Regions from separate parts of the Mus musculus genome. Here region 1 is linked to region 2. The links are chromatin contacts, called in public Hi-C maps. All regions are on one chromosome and are shown on one strand. Each heading gives the region's core, a stretch centred on a gene start, on an enhancer-like site or on the middle of the called end of the contact. The rest is flanking DNA. Distances are from core to core; before and after follow the strand shown. Region 1 has its middle 19 kb from the start of Rubcnl. Region 2 overlaps Lrch1 (leucine-rich repeats and calponin homology (CH) domain containing 1).

Evidence for each region. Hi-C and Micro-C count contacts between places; a contact is called where the count stands out from the background.
Region 1: a contact with region 2 is called in a Hi-C map of Th1 cells, with 2.3 times the contacts expected there. The contact joins two enhancer-like sites. A contact is called at or near these places in 9 of 484 Hi-C or Micro-C datasets (B cells, the C2C12 cell line, CD8 T cells and 6 more) and 3 of 9 other capture datasets (adipose tissue, liver and pancreatic islet).

What each region holds. Positions count from the first base shown.
Region 1 is chr14:74,995,456-74,998,851 of GRCm38.p6, forward strand. No RefSeq gene overlaps it. Among named protein-coding and RNA genes, the nearest start is that of Rubcnl, 19 kb to the right of the region's middle. Within about 2 kb of position 1,311, at least 75 of the 459 cell types and tissues checked have an H3K27ac peak or open chromatin away from gene starts, as enhancers often do. A contact at or near this core is called in the C2C12 cell line and Th1 cells, where this site is marked.
Region 2 is chr14:74,876,086-74,879,340 of GRCm38.p6, forward strand. The region is part of intron 1 of Lrch1 (leucine-rich repeats and calponin homology (CH) domain containing 1); the gene reads right to left. Among named protein-coding and RNA genes, the nearest start is that of Gm10847, 44 kb to the right of the region's middle. Within about 2 kb of position 1,421, at least 25 of the 459 cell types and tissues checked have an H3K27ac peak or open chromatin away from gene starts, as enhancers often do. A contact at or near this core is called in the C2C12 cell line and Th1 cells, where this site is marked.

The sequences.
Region 1 (3,396 bases), core at 61-2,560, 120 kb after region 2:
TCATGTGGCTGCATGGAAAGGCAGAGATAATATGAAGGAGGATTATTTTGTGATTTGCAAAGTAGTGAGCTAACGTTACCCTGAGTGAAATGATTGTACAGATTACAATGGGCACAGTCAAGATGGATCGTGGGCCCTGTGAGTGAAGGAACTCAAGGGCCTGGCTATGGTTTGGGTTTTCCTTTTATTTGGTTCAGAAGGAGGAGGAGTTTGGTAGTATGGGGCATGGTTTCTATGGTTTTCTGTTTTGGTTGATAGGTGATGCAATCGTTTTTCTACTGCGCAACTTTCTTCCCATAATATATCTGATTTTAATCCTAAGCATGCCTAGTTTTATACATAGGCATTGGATGGTAGATAAGGGATTGTCCCTAAAAATTCACTTGAAAGACGGGTCGCTTTGTTGAGTGGGCTCCCCAAAACAATTTAGACCCAAACCAATAGGGTCAGCCTTCCTGTTCTCCCTACCCAGACACATTGGGAACACATTAGAATAGGAACAATCTAGATTTGATTGTTAAGGCTGGAAATATGTATATCATTACTTAGAAAATGGTGTGTGTGTGTGTGCGCGTGTGTGTCTCAATGCAGGTGGAGATCAGCGGTTGCTAGGTGCATTGTTTAGAGAGTGGCATGTGAGCATAGCACCTGCAATAAAATAATGAGGTTGCCAAGTGAGTTTTTAAAAAGGTGTGAGTGTATGTGTTTGTGTATGTGTGTGTGTGTGTATATATATGTGTGTATATGTATGTGTTTGTGTATGTGAGTGTGCATGTATGTGTGTATGTGGGGTGTGTGTGTGTGTGTGTGTGTGTGTGTGTGTGTGTAAAACCAAGCAAAGTGCAGCAATGCTTGAGTGATCCAGTCCTCCATCTTCTCCAAACCTCACTGTGAACAGGCTTTTAAATGTCATCCATTCTACTGGGCGTCGTCTCTAAAAGCTGGTCATGCCAACGCTCTGACAGTCTTCGGAAAGCCTCTCCACACAGGTGTGGGGACCCCACCCTGCCTGTGGCAGAACAGAGTGCAGGAGAGAGGCAGCAGAGACAACTCAATACAGGCTTATCGAAGAGCTGGGGCTAGGAATGGGCGCGCAGATTTATGTTCGAGCCCAGCTCAAAGTAAGGCCACCCCAGATCTCAGCTGTGTCATCCTGAGGTTCATGATTTCCTCAGACCACAGTGTGGGCAGTTAGGTGTGGCTCTACAGAACAGAACATTTCTTTTGACTTTACCAAAGCACAAAACCACACTCTGAGTAATTCCACGTGTTGGGCTTGGATAAAGACAAGCTGGGACATCCCACGGTTTTAGTGAAGCTGTAAATGTGTCACACTGCTCTCTGCCAACAGAGAACAGGAGACAAGCAAGCAGGCAGGCTAGAGAGGCCAGTGAGAGTCAGGAAGGCCATGTGTCCCTGTGCCCCCCCAGGATGTGTGGTTTTAGCACTAACCACTCTATGTCAGTGAGTTAAAAAAAAAACAAGGTCTGCTTGAGTAGAAGCTGGAGAAAGGGTGAAGTGACCAGAGCTCAAAGCCTTGAGTAGAAGAGAGATGTCGCATAATCACTAGCTGCTACAGAAGTGTTTTTCATGTCTCCTCAAAGACCATAAGTTATAGCTGCACAGTAAGAAATTTGGGTGTGTGAAGATAAGCTGCAAACAAAGAGATGTTCTTTAGGGGAGTGTTCCAGAAGTACTACTAACACAAACACAATCAGTGAAAGCAGGAACAAGGCTGGAAGGAGCACAGGATTCCTTCCCTGCCCAGCAGTCTCCACCCAGAGGCCACTGGTTCTTCCTGCCCTTTTGATGACACTGTGGGTTAAGCTGTCTCCACCTCCACATGCTGAAGTTCTAAACCCACCCAGTTTTGGTCAGGACCTTATTTGGAAAGAGAGGTTTTGCGGATGTAATCAAGTTGTGATCGTGCCATGCTACTTTAGGGTATACTCAGTGACAGTGGTCCTTAAAGAGAAATTTGAAGATTGGCATGCTAGTATATGCCAGTAATCCCCACATGAGAAAGGGCTGAGGCCACCCTGGACTGTAGAAACAACAAAAACAAGCTGGGAGCAAATCACAGAGGAGGGGACCAGAAGGAAGAGGAGGGGTGGGGAGGGGTGGATTTGGACACAGAGACACATGTTAGGGAGGAAGACTATCTTAGTTATTTCCTATTGGCGTGAAGAGACTCCACAATCGAGGCAACTCTTATTAAAGAAAGCATTTAACTCGGGCCTTGCTTGCAGCTTTAGAGGATTAGCCTGTGGTCATGGTGGGAGCAGGTAGACACGGCACTGGAGCAGTAGCTGAGAGCTTTATATACCGACCCACAGGCAGCAGGCAGAAAGAGTAGGCAAAGCCCACCCCCCAGACACACCTCCTCCAACAAGGCCATGCCTCCTAATCTTTCCAAAACAGTTCATCCCTGGGCACTACGCATGCTAACCTATGAGCCTATGGGGCCCAATCTTATCCAGATCTCCACAAAGATGAGATATGAAGTTAAAGATGGAAATTGATGGCTTCTAAAGGCAGGGATTACTCAATACTATTGGCGACCACAAGAGTCTAGGACTGAGGCATGGAGCAGATTCTCTCCCAGAGTGTCCTCGAGTAAGCCAACCCTGCCCGGTACCTGGATTCCAGCCCCACCCCCACCAGAACTGGAGAGAAGACAGCTCTGCTATTTTAAGCAGCCCAGATTATGGCTATTGGCTCTGAGAGTCTGCGGGAATGAACGCAAGGGCTTCCACACACATGACTGATCACTTACTTAACGAAGATGAATTGAGAAAGCTCAGTATTCTATCCTCATTATGAGAGAATCCAAGCAGAGTGACAAACAGAGGAGGTGTTATAGCTGAGATGTGACATGTGCCCTCCAAGCCTGGGTTTGAACATCAGGTCTCTGGCTTGTGCATTAAGGCCTTGAGGATGTGGGACCTGAGGGATGGAGGTAGGCTCTAGGATTGATGGTTACACCCACCCCTTCCACTCATGGTTCCTGTGATGGTTTGTGTATCCTTGGATCAGGGAGTGGCACCATCTGGAGGTGTGGCCTTGTTGGAATAGGTGTGACCTGGTTGGAGTAGGTGTGTCACTGTGGGTGTGGGCATAAGATCCTCACCCTAGTTGCCTGGAAGTCAGTCTTCCACTAGCAGCCTTTGGATGAAGACTTAGAACTCTCAACTCTGCATGCACCATGCCTGCCTGGATACTGCCATGCTCCCACCTTGATGATAATGGACTGAACCTCTGAACCTATAAGCCAGCCCCAATTAAATGTTGTTTTTTTTATAAGACTTGCCTTGGTCATGGTGTCATGAGATTGTCTTCCCAGAGCTCATTGATGTCTCCATCCCATGGTCTAAAACAAAACAATAACAGCAACAA
Region 2 (3,255 bases), core at 171-2,670:
GGTCAGTTTCTTGGTTGGTTGGTTGGATTTTTTAAGACAGGGTTTTTCTGAGTAGCCTTGGCTTCCATGTGAACATCTGAGTAGCCCTGACTGTCCCTGCGAGCCTTGCTTGTTTGTTTGCTTGTTCATTTGTTTTTGATTGATTGGTTGATTTTTTTTTTTAAGATAGGGTTCCTCTGAGCAGCCCTGGCTGTCCCTGTGAGCCTTTTTAGCCCCCACCATTGCTGAGCACTCACCGCACAGCCTGATGAACAAAAAAGCTTTCCTAATTCTCAATCTCATTTACAGACAACCTTGCCAGGCTCATTGGCACACTCCTGCAATCCCAGTACTCACACAGCAAAGACGGGAAGATGGTGAGTTCAAGGTCAACCTCCACTAAGAAAAACTTAGTAGGGTGTTTCCCCTTACTTACAAAAAGGAAAGTGGGACATGGAATGTTAAAATAACTTGGCTTCTAGGGCACAGCTTAAAGGTCAAAAAGTTATAAATGTACTGAACGCCATCGAACTCTACACATAAATAAAAATGTGTAAAGTGGGGGATGGAAAGATAGCTCAGCCTGTAAAGCGCTGTATAGTCAGCATGAGGACTCCAAATGGAATAGCCAATACTCAAGGGGAAGCTGGCACCATGGTAGATGCCTGAAATCCCAGAGCAGGGGATGCAGAAATAGGCAGGTCTCCAGCTAGTCTCAGTAAGCAGTGAACTCCAGGTTCAGTGAGCCATCCTATCTCAAAATAAAATAAAATAAAATAAAACAAAATAAAATAAAGGGCTGAGGAAAACAGTGCCAACCCCTAACTTCTACACACACATGTGCTCACATATGCACATATCCATCACATATACACTACACATAGCCACAAATGCTTAAAGTGCTATATTTAATGTCATGTATATTCTAACACACATTTTTTTTAAATGCTTGAAAAGAATAGCTAGATCCAAAATCGGTTTCTTATACCAAAATAAATTCCAAGCAGACTAAAATTTTAGCAGTTTAGAAACTATAAAATTCCTAGGGGTGCAGGGGGTGTGTGAAAACTCTAGGATCCAAACCCAGTAATCCAACAGTCCACCATGAGAATCCCTGCCACTCGCTAATGGTCTCCCACAAATTACTGATTTATGGGTAAAATCCACCCAAAGTGCTATTACCCAGAACTACCTCATTATCATCAAATTAAGTTTCATAATAACTCAGCAGTAATTCATGGCTTCCAGGGAATCTGCCACACACTGGGCACGTCTGACTGCCGAGCATGTGGAGGCCAAGTGCCCGAGCAAGACCAAGAGGCACCTGGAGAGGCAGCCCAAGCAGAGCAGCCAGCTTGTTGACTGTGGAGACAGCCACTGCCAAGGAGCAGGGTCTGTGGGACGGATGCATTCCAGAGCCTACTTTTGGAGCCTGGAGTCAAGGGAGAAATGTTTGCTATGGAAAGGATGCAGAAAATAATCACACTCGTATCTGAAGAAGCCACAGCATACAGCAGGGAACAAACAAAATTACAGTTTTCCAAAATACCTCAGAGTTGAAAGCTTGCAAAAAGCCACAAATCTTTTCCTGTAAGTCTAAATAGAGTTCAGAGGGAGGAGGGAGGAGGGAGGAGGGAGGAGGGAGGAGGGAGGAAGGAGGAAGGAGGGGCCAATCGTGGATTCTCCCTGTGGCCTTCAGACAAATGTGAGTCCCAGATCTGGGGAGGACATTCTCCCTTCAGGCAGAACTAGGGAGTGGGGGTACAAGGTATGAGGGGGACAAGGGTAGAACTGCAAAAGAAGCACAGGGTGGGAAAACCAGAGCTCTATGAAGTCTGAGCTCACCACAAAGAGATGACAAATGCTTTCCACTCTGCCGTTGCTGTGTCAATCCATGCTTTGCTGCCTAGGATCCATGCTTTGTCCTAGGATCAACCTAACTGCATTTCACAGCAGGGAGAAAGTCAAACGCACCTCTCCCAGAATGCAAAGCGTCAATATGGAGTCTCATTCCCATCGCATAAGCCATGCCGGTTCCCAGGCCAGTGGCTCAATGAACATGAAACTAAAAGGGAAATCAGAACTGGCCTCGTGGTAGCACTTTTACCAAACTCTGAGCTTCAGGAGCAAGTAAGCACTTTGACTTCTTACCTCGCAGGTCTTATAAAATAAGAAAGATGCACCTCGGATCCAGATGGCCCTGCTGTAAAGGAGCCTTAGCTCTCCTCTTGCTATATAACTGATTGGTCAATGTTCTTCTTGGACTCACAGGCACAGGATCATTTCCTTAGTCCATGAGTTCCAGTACAGCCTGCCCTTCACCAAGGCTGAGACTCCACTGAGCTCGAATGCTAGGTCCTACTCTGCTGAGGATAGTCCTAAAAACAGAACCAAAGTTTAATTACAAGGGGCTCCAGTGAGTGGAGCATTGCCAACTTCGGCCAGCCAATTAGAGGCCTTAACCATGCCGTTGGTTAGCAGCATTATAAATGTGGTTCTTTTAATTTTTGCTCAGCACACGGGGCACAAGATGCATGCCCACAGGGCTGGGTGCCTAGAGTTCAGAGAGATTTCCCAGGCACTGTCAAATTCAGAACAAAAATTAAAAAAAAAAAAAAGAAAGATGATTTGTGACACTTTCAAGATGGCTAGTCCAGGGGATGCTTTATAAACTTCAGCTGTAGCAACGCTGTGTCCTGTGTCCCATGTCCTGCTCCAGGGCATTTCCATGGTGAGTTGGAGTGGTCATAAGGGGCTGGGGGCAGCAGAGTGCTGAAGCCACCATGGCACAGTCATGCACTCATGACCAAACATTAGACTCTTTCTGGTAGTGATGGGTACTAGGAAGCTGAACAGACCCTCCACGTGACTCCAAAGTCTACAGGGTCACAGCTGAGCCTGTGCAGCCCGTGCCTTAGGCACTTACTGCCCTACACATTTTGTAGCTAACACCAGCTTATAGCCGTTCTTTCTAACTTTTTTATTTATTATTATTATTATTATTATTATTATATTATTTGCATGGCAATCACTTTCACCTGGAAAACATCCCACCATCCCCTTCCTATTTTTTCTTGTAGCCTCTTTCCTTTCATCAAGTAGTCCCTCATATTTTAGTATATTAAAGACATAGTGGTATACACCTACAATACCCAACCCTTGGGAAGTAAAGGCAGGAGGATCAAAGGCAGCCTTGACTACAAACTGATTTCTAGGTCAGCCTGGGTTGCATAAGACCCTGTCTCAAAAAATAAAGGCCAACCAATAAATCAAGCT